2 separate regions of the Ovis aries genome follow, and region 2 is linked to region 1. Evidence: chromatin contacts called from public Hi-C data. All regions are on one chromosome and are shown on one strand. The core of a region is the stretch at or near the end of the contact, and the rest is flanking DNA. Distances in the headings are between cores, read along the strand shown. Region 1 has its middle 18 kb from the start of CCN6. Region 2 has its middle 56 kb from the start of CCN6.

Region 1 (4,616 bases), core at 1,406-3,905:
GTTGACAGTCTCCCAGAGCAACTTCTGGTACAGCAGACACACTCAATAAAGGAACCCCAGCATGCAGAAGAGCCGATCCTTTTCAACATTTCTATTCCCTTTCCCCTAAAGCAGTGGCTCTCAACTTGAGCTGCCACTGGGATGACTTGGGGAGCTTGAAACCTCCCAGTGCCTAGGACTCACCTCAGACCAGTGGCATCAACATTTTGCAGGGTGAGACCCAGGCGTCTGGATGTTTCCAAGCTCCCCCAGGTGATGCCAGTTGGCAGCCAGAGCTGAGCCTGGCTGCCTAAAGCGAGCCCTTCCCGGGAGTCGTTGGTGTGAACTGCAGCCCTGCCTCCTGCTGGTCCTGCTATTGTCCCCCTGCCTGTGGACCCTGTTGCCCATCTGAGCTTGGGAATTGCACTCATCGGCCCATTTGCTGATGTCTCTGCCTTCAGGCCTACCTGTGCTCTCAGCGCTGACACCCCCTCTGCCCTCTGCTGGGTTATGGCTCCCAGAGTGTGTTCTATACAAATTCCATGGGGGATACTAATAGATGCTATGGAAAAATGGAAAATGAATGTATTTTTTTATATTAAAGTAGTTTGGGTTAAAGTCAACCAGATTTGTTTACTCTAGGATTTCTCGGATCCTTTACTATTTGATAGGCCAGTGTGCCCATCTCCAGTAGGAAGACCCTAGAGGCAAAATTTTCCAAATGAATTTGACTGCAAAAACTATCTTAAACAACAAATTCAAGAAGTGGGCTTTGGAACACACTGCTTCAGGGTATGATTTAAAATTTAAACTTTCCTGGATGCATTTCCTAATATTTTCAATACTGATATCATCATCCATGTCTTTTATTCAGTTGACTAGTGTTTTATGCTACTGCTGCTGCTAAGTCACTTCAGTCCTGTCCGACTCTGTGCGACCCCATAGACGGCGGCCCACCAGGCTCCCCTGTCCCAGGGATTCTCCAGGCAAGAACACTGGAGTGGGTTGCCATTTCCTTCTCCAATACATGAACGTGAAAAGTGAAAGGGAAGTCGCTCAGTCGTGTCCAACTCTTAGTGACCCCATGGACTGCAGCCTACTAGGCTCCTCCATCCATGGGATTTTCCAGGCAAGAGTACTGGGGTGGGGTACCATTGCCTTCTCCATTTTATGGGTGTCTACCTAATGCTCTGGACTATATCAGGTACTAGGAAGTATGAATTTGGTATCTGCTTCACATGAAACAAGTTAAGAATAACAGTGCCTAATTGAGCTGTATTATTAAAATACAATAAAATGTAATTCAATTTAAAAAATAAAGGAATAACAAGAGAGAGCTACTTGAGGCAAGGAGGCCTTCATGGAGGAAGCGGTACCTTCCTTGAAGACCTTGAATGAGTAGGATTTACACAGACATGCAACAGGGCAGAAGGAAGGGCATTTATAGCGGTGGGAACAGCATAAGACAAAACCTAAGAGCAGGAATGAGGGGGGTGGGGTGTGGTCCAGGGAGCAGAATGCAGTGTGGAGGACATGGCGTGGACGGGCCTGAATACAACACTGCTGCGGGGCGGGGGCAGCTGCTGCTAAGTCACTCAGTTGTGTCCGACTCTGTGTGACCCCATGGACTGCAGCCCACCAGGCTCCTCTGTTCCTGGGATTCTCCAGGCAAGAACACTGGAGCACGCTGCCATTTCCTGGGGGGCGGAGGGGGGAGTGCTGAGGGTATGCAAATAAAAACATTTGCTTATAAGGTAAAATCCAATTTCCCAATGAGATGAATTTTTTAGTTGGTAGCCGACCTGAATGTATAGGCTTGTCAGGCTACAGATGAACTAGCCAGTGTCTTCCTGTAATGCTTGTTAATGTGGTAATCTTACTGTCCCAGAGCAAGTTCTCTGCAAGCAGACTCTGAGAGGGAGTTTGGGGTGCACGATGTTCAACAGAGATCAACACCCACGAAAGGACGAGATGGGGAGGGGACTTGAGCATCTATGGATTTTGTTATCCACAAGAGGTTCTCAACCAACCCCTCATGGATACCGAGGGAAAACTGTCCATGACTGGTGTATTCCTAAGGAGTGGTTTTGTAGCCATTGTATAACTACAGACTCTGGTTGACAGTTCTCTGGAAGAGGTTTCAAGCCACAACAGAACACAGTGCCTACCTTCATGCCCTCCCACCTGTCCCAACAGTTTACTTTTTGTCAAAAACGAAAACCAAAGTTTTTCTCTCTGTTGTCACTTTGACCGCTCACTATGATGGAATCACAATTAGCCAAAGTTGCCTCCCGACCTCCGTGTTTGCAGGAACCACAGACTTACCAAATGCCTCCCACTTACTACTGCTTCCTTGGACCTAGGTATTGTCCTTGATCCTGCTTCCATTGTGATGAAAGTTTTTACTCGGGAGGCACGAGGACTGCGCTTTTTTGCTACTTTGATCTCTGTATTGGTTATCATGCTAGACATGGTAGATGTTCTATAAGAAACGTAGACATTGACTGGCTGGTTAGTTGGTTGGTGTATAAAAATCAATAAAGAGAACCTGCAACTAAAACAGAGCCAAGAGGCCAAAAGGGGGAACTCTCAAGCCCCTCCCACCAGAGCAGAGCTCAAAAGGAAGAAGAAAGACCTCCTCTTCTTGCCTGGCAAGAGCTAGGCCAACGAGCGACTGTCACACTCAGCCAATGAAAAACCACTATACTTTGAGCTCTCAGTTCCTCCAAAGGCCACCCCCACCCTAGCTTCCTCTCTGCATCTTCAGAAGAGTTCTCCCCTCTTTGCTGTGATGGGACTAGCATAGAGTTCACCAAGGTTGCAAAACTCCAGTTGTAATTCTTTGCTGACCTTGGAATAAACCCAATTTTTGTTGAAGAAATAACTTGCAGTCTATTTGTTTTAGGTCAGCAGTTGGTTGAGGCTCCACATATTAATCGAATTCTAGACTGCCTCTAGAAGGCAATGGCAGCCCTCTCCAGTACTCTTGCCTGGAAAATCCCATGGACAGAGGAGCCTGGTGGGCTGTAGTCCATGGGGTCTCGAAGTGAGACACAACTGAGTGACTTCACTTTCACTTTTCACGTTCATGCATTGGAGAAGGAAATGGCAACCCACTCCAGTGTTCTTGCCTGGAGAATCCCAGGGACGGGGGAGCCTGGTGGGCTGCTGTCAATGGGGTCACACAGAGTCGGACACGACTGAAGTGACTTAGCAGCAGCAGCAGACTGCCTCTGAGTTGCTCCTAGGTTTCAACCCCAGTACTTCTCTAACTTCACTGTGCACACAGATCACCTGAGTCTCTTACTAAAATGCAGGTTCTGATCTGGTGGGGCGAAGATGGGCCCTGACAGTCTGCATTGCTAACAAGCTCCCACGCTGACCACTTTTTGTAGAAGGCTCTTGGCTATGAAGGTGGCCCTGGGCCACTGTAGACTGACCTCTTCTGGGAACTTAGACACATACTCTAGATGATGAGACAGCCACTGCGGTCCAGAAAAGCAGGGAAGCTCAACACAACACGGCTTCAGGACAGTTCAAAACATCCGTAAACCTCACCTGACAGGGCCTAATGGCGAGGGGTGGATACTACATCGACAGCAAGGTTCTAGGACTTGGAGAAGCTGTGGCGCTTCTGTCAGTCAGCCCCTTCTCAGAGGAGGCTGTGGAGGAGGGGACACCAATTTTGGGAAGAATGAGGACTATTTTCTTACGAAGAACTCCCTAATTATGCAGTTAGAGAACCATGTGAGGCACATTCCTGGGCCTACACTGCTCTCATAAGAATTTCACTGTTAATTTTAAGAAGAGAAACAGCAATGCAACTTTCTCAACTCCCACGCCATTCACACACTGACTTTGTGTGCCAACTCAAAGCATACCCACTGGAAGTGAAAACAGAGTTAAAGCCAGCCCGTATATTGAAGCTTGTCAAGCTACAGAGCTATGCACGGGGGAGGACTTGGTTTTCTCTCTCTCATTTCAAAACAAAATTTTCCTTCTGTTGTTTCTTAAATTTACACCAGACTTAGATTTGTTAAATCAAAAATGTCAGAGCGCCAGTCGCCTAACACAGGCCGCTTCACATAGTAGGCGCTTGATCCACATTTGTTTATTGTCGGTCTGGTCTTTCCCACACTTCACAACTGACCTACGGACACAGCCTCTGATAAGAGCCCCTTGTGAACGAATCCATGTACCCACACTCTGGATGCTGCCCAAGCAAGTCGGTCAGTGATGGACTCTCCCGCTGGAAATGAGTGGGCAGCATGGATGGAGCTATTAGGCGACCAGCAGCAATGAGACTGCAAATCCAGCCAGCTTAGTCCCAGTGGAGCAGCGAACTCTAGATGGCAAGGGCTTTCAGAGTCTCTTGACTGTGACTCTTAGTAAGAAAAATAGTTTATCGCATCCCAGCACACACACTCACAATTGAAACAAGAGTTTTATAAAATCATCATCACTCCTGTTTTTGAATGATGGTCTCTTCTAATGCATCATTCAGACAACTCCCTAAACCACATTCTTTTCATGAATTTTTTTGATGTTTTTTGTTTTGCTGAATCGGCAGCATGTTCTTAGTTCTCCCTTAGTTGGATTCTCTTAGGAATCGAACTGGTGCCCCCTGCAATGGAAGC
Region 2 (4,565 bases), core at 1,140-3,639, 38 kb after region 1:
CATGGGATTCTCCAGGCAGGAATACTGGAATGGGTTGCCATTTCCTTCTCCGGGGGATCTTCCTGACCCAGGGATCGAACCCGGGTCTCCCGCATTGCAGGCAGATGTTTTAACCTCTGAGCCACCAGGAAGCCCATATATAGATAGATAGATAGATAATTATTATATAATTATATTATTATTATAGCAAATATAATAATAATAAAAAGTTTGAAATATGGTGAGAATTACCAAAATGTGAAAGAGAGACATAAAATGAGCAAATGCTGTTGGAAAAATAGCACCAATAGGGTTGCTTGGCACAGGTTACCCAAAAACCTCCCATGTGTTAAAACAAAAACAAACAAACAAAAAAAAACACACAGTGTACATGAATCGCAATAAGTGAAGTGAAAGAGAAAGTCACTCGGTCGTGTCCGACTCTTTGCGACCCCATGGACTGTACAGTCCATGGAATTCTCCAGGCCAGAATCCTGGAGTGGGTAGCCTTTCCCTTCTCCAGGGGATCTTCCCAACTCAGGAATTGAACTGGGGTCTCCTAAAGAATCCTGCAGGCAGATTCTTTACCAACTGAGCTTTCAGGGAAGCCCAAAGCACAATAAAGCAAAGTGCAAAGAAACGAGCTGTGACTGGTGCTTCAACATGCTTCCATTAACAAATGCTCTATGACGGTTAATTTTAATATATGTCAATTTGGTATCTGGTTATTCAATAAAATGCTAATCTAGGCGTTTCTGTGAAGGCATTTGGTTGATGTGGTGAACATCTACAATAGTTGACCTTAAGGAGATGACCCTAAACAATGTGGGTGAGTCTTGTTCAATCAGCTGAAGGCCTTAAGAGCAAGAACAGGCTTCTCAAAGAAGAAATGCTGTCAAGACTATAATATCTATTTCCGCCTGAGTTTCCTAGCTGCTGCCTGCCCTACAGATTTAGGACTTTCCAGAACCCCACAAGCATGTGAGCCAATTCTTAAGTCTGTGTGTGTGTGTTCTCTGAAGAGCCCTGACTGACAGATGCATGTAAAGAACACTTTAGGTGTTCAGTGACATGCCAAGCATACACTATGAGAAAGGACACGTAAGATGATTCACTCCCCTCCAAAGAGTTATAAGTCATGGGAGAACCAAAACTACCTGCGCCTGCTCCTGCAGGTAACCGGAAGGAGCATGAGATGAAGAAGGTGGTTTGGAGGTTTGAGGAAGGAGAGAAGGCCATTAGTATCTGCTGGGTCAACACGCATTTTGGATGAATGGCAACCATGCCAGGCAAAGGCAGAGGGGTGTAGAAGGGGGACAGTGAGAACTGAAAGTGAGCCTGACCTTTCTCCAGCGGGGCTCTGCTTGCAGGGTGCAGCCCTTACCTGGATCACCATCTACTTCCAGGAAAAGCCCGCCCTTCCTGAGTGCTCCCTTCATCCATGCTACCATTTGCCTATTCCATGACAGAGAACTTCTGAGAAATCTTTGGTTCATTCCTAATCTTCATTAGTCCAGTTCATTAGCAAGTCCTGCTGCCACTTTCGTCTCTTACTATTGAGTCCTCCTACCTTTCTTTTGTACCGTCACAGCCTGAGAAGAGATACTGATAAATTCCCATGGGGACAATCCTCCACCACAGACTTCTTCCCTCTAAATCTGCTACCCTCCTGCACTGACCCTTGCCACCTCAACCAGAATTATCTTCCCCTACTGGTGTCATTTTTGTTTTTTTTTCTTTTTATTTATTGGAGTATAGCTGCTCAACAATGTTGTGTTATTTTCTGCTGTACAACAAATGAATCAGCTATAATATACATACGGCCCCTCCCTCCCACCCATCCACGTCATCAGAGAGCGCCAAGCTGAGCTCCCGGTGTTATGCAGCAACTTCCCACCCGCTGTGGTTCCACACATGGTGGTGTATTTACGTCCAACCTAATTTCCCGATTCATCCCACTCTCCTCTTCCCACCGTGTCCACACATACATTCTTTACGTCTGTGTCTCTACTCTTGCCCTGAAACTAGGATCATCTGTACCATTTTTCTAGATTCCACATACATGTGTTAATATAGAATATTTGTTTTTCTCTTTCTGACTTACTTCGCTCTGTGTGACAGACTCCAGGTCCATCCACGCCTCTGCAAATGACCCAGTTTCATTCCTCTTTATGGCTGAGTAATATTGTTTTTATTGAGCCGTCATTTTTATTTTACTTTTCTTACCCTTCTTGAGCTGGGATTCTAGCAGCTTTCCACATCACCAAAGACAGAGCCAAGGTGCTGATCGTTTGTTTCCAAGGCCAGGGAGCTTTAGCCACCTTTCCTCTTCGCTATGTCCCTCCCCCTTGGCCTGACCTTCTTCTTGCCCCAAACCTGTTCCTAAGCTGTGCCACAGGCTTAGCCAGGCCACCTGGGAAAACTTGCTGAACCGATCCAGTGCTCTCACAGGCTTCCCTGGCCCTGACTATGTGTAATTCCCACCACTCCCTTTATCTTCCTGTTCACGGGCTCACCCTCCTCTGTCACTCCCGATCCTGGCATATAAGTGTGATGTTAAGGGAGCACACAGGGCCAGGGACAACCTGAGCCCAGGATCTGGTTTGTCAGCTGTAAGATTGGCTCTTACTTGAAGCATCTGCTTAGGTCCGCGATCTAAAAGTGCAGGGAGGAGGAAGCACTCGTGAAACCAGGAAGGCTCAAGCACAGTGATGTGCTCACAGCTTTAAAAACAGCAGCCAAGGAGCTTCTCTGGGGGTCCAGTGGTTGAGAACCCACCTTCCCATGCAGGGGACTCAGACTGATCCCTGGTTGAGGAACTAAGATCACAGATTCCTTGGATCAACTAAGTCCTCAGGCCACAGCTACAGAGCCCCCATGCTCTGGAGCCTGCCCACAACAACAAAAGATCCCACATGCACCAACTAAGACCCAACGCAGTAAAAGATAAATAACTGAAAAAGTAAAACCAGTCATAAAAATGCAGCATTTCTACTTCGAAGTTTTGTTAAAAGGCAGGGGGTGGGGGCGATGCAGGAGGCAAACCCAGTTCTTATCGTAAAAACATCCTGTGAACGTAACAGCCTTCAGTGGGTTGAAGTTACAGGGAAATATATTCCCTCCCCAAACCCCAAACCCCTATTCCCATTGCAAAACAGCAAAGTCATGGACCAGGCACTGTGATTTTAGCCTTTCTCTGAACACTCTCCTCCTGGCTCCTGACAAGAGTTTGGAGATCATCCTTTGACCTCATTGTTCAGAGGGAACGAACACCATCAGCCTGTGAGCTAACTTGGCCTCAACATCACCCCTGAGACTCAAAACCCGGCTTCAGAAGGGTGGGAAGGGCTGGACACAAGGAAAGGAGAGAGAGAGGGCAGGAACCTCGCTGGCTGTTATTGGAAGGACCAGGTCAGGGGAAGGAAGTCTTCCATAGCCGATAGCCAGATGAAGAAATGGAGAGACAGCCGCCCCCAGAGAGCCGCTGCCACCGAGGAAGGCCGAGCTGGAGACCCTGAGTTTCCCCACAGACCCTGCCTGACGCCCCTCTCTGAGCATCCCCCCATCCCGATCCTCCCCTGCTCAACCCTCTCTCCAGTAGGTATACACTCTCCACAGTTAGAGAGGTTGATGCTAACCTGACTGAACTCTAAAAGCAACCAAGAAGGCTTAAAAAAAAAAAAAAAGTACTGGTGATCTACTTGGAGGAAATCTGCTGGAGAAATAAAAAGGTAACTCTTTGAGTAGCATCTACAGACCTGATGGCTGTGTGCTAATGCAAGTGAAACGAATCCTCCGTCCTGAGCTTGTCTACCCGGGAAAAACAAGGAGGAAACCGTCCGTCTTGCCTTTGTTTGCAGGGAATTTCAGAATTCCCATCTTTGCTCTTTTCATTCTGTGCTCTTAGCCAAACGCAAATCCGGAACCACACACTAGAGGTCGCTGCTCATTACGCTCCAACCTCATGTTGAAGGCGGGTGGGGGAAGGGCTGACCGCCTCTCTTCACTCAGTGGGAGGAACCTGCAGGCTCCGGCGGCTGGGAAATCTGCTTGGTCACACCCAGGGCAGGTATGTCAGGAGGCCGGAGCCCGCAAGTGCGTGCGTTGCTCTTCCTGACACAGGCCGAAGTATAACAAAGGAAAAAAGCAAATTGCCAAAGGTACTTCCAATTGTAAAGCACTGCCTAATTGGTGACCTTTAAAACGCTTGCCCTCTCCTCCTCAACTTACCAAATGGAACCACATCTTTCCAAGTGACCCACCATGAACAGTAAGAAGGACCTGGATAAAAAGCCAAGGTTTAAACAGACGGTACCAGCAGCGAGCCACCAGCAATGACACCACTGGGTTGGTATCCTCCCCAGCTGGTTCTGTGCCCAGAATATAAAACAGCTAAGAAATAAAATGACAAGACAACAAAGCAGATAACACTGGAAGCAATTACAGCCTCTCTCGATGCTGAGATTTCTAGAACTGCCACTCAAGGAGCGGTACGATTCTAATCGAAGGCCATTACCCATGAACCAGATCGCAGGCTGGCTGATTCCTATTATTCTGTTCCTAATTTTCCTAATTATGTTCACCTG

Evidence for each region. Hi-C and Micro-C count contacts between places; a contact is called where the count stands out from the background.
Region 2: a contact with region 1 is called in a Hi-C map of tail adipose tissue, with 2.6 times the contacts expected there. The contact joins two enhancer-like sites. A contact is called at or near these places in 6 of 16 Hi-C or Micro-C datasets (hypothalamus, liver, mesenteric adipose tissue and 2 more).

What each region holds. Positions count from the first base shown.
Region 1 is chr8:25,715,401-25,720,016 of ARS-UI_Ramb_v3.0, forward strand. No RefSeq gene overlaps it. Among named protein-coding and RNA genes, the nearest start is that of CCN6, 18 kb to the left of the region's middle. Within about 2 kb of position 2,656, at least 8 of the 54 cell types and tissues checked have an H3K27ac peak or open chromatin away from gene starts, as enhancers often do.
Region 2 is chr8:25,753,167-25,757,731 of ARS-UI_Ramb_v3.0, forward strand. No RefSeq gene overlaps it. Among named protein-coding and RNA genes, the nearest start is that of CCN6, 56 kb to the left of the region's middle. Within about 2 kb of position 2,390, at least 6 of the 54 cell types and tissues checked have an H3K27ac peak or open chromatin away from gene starts, as enhancers often do.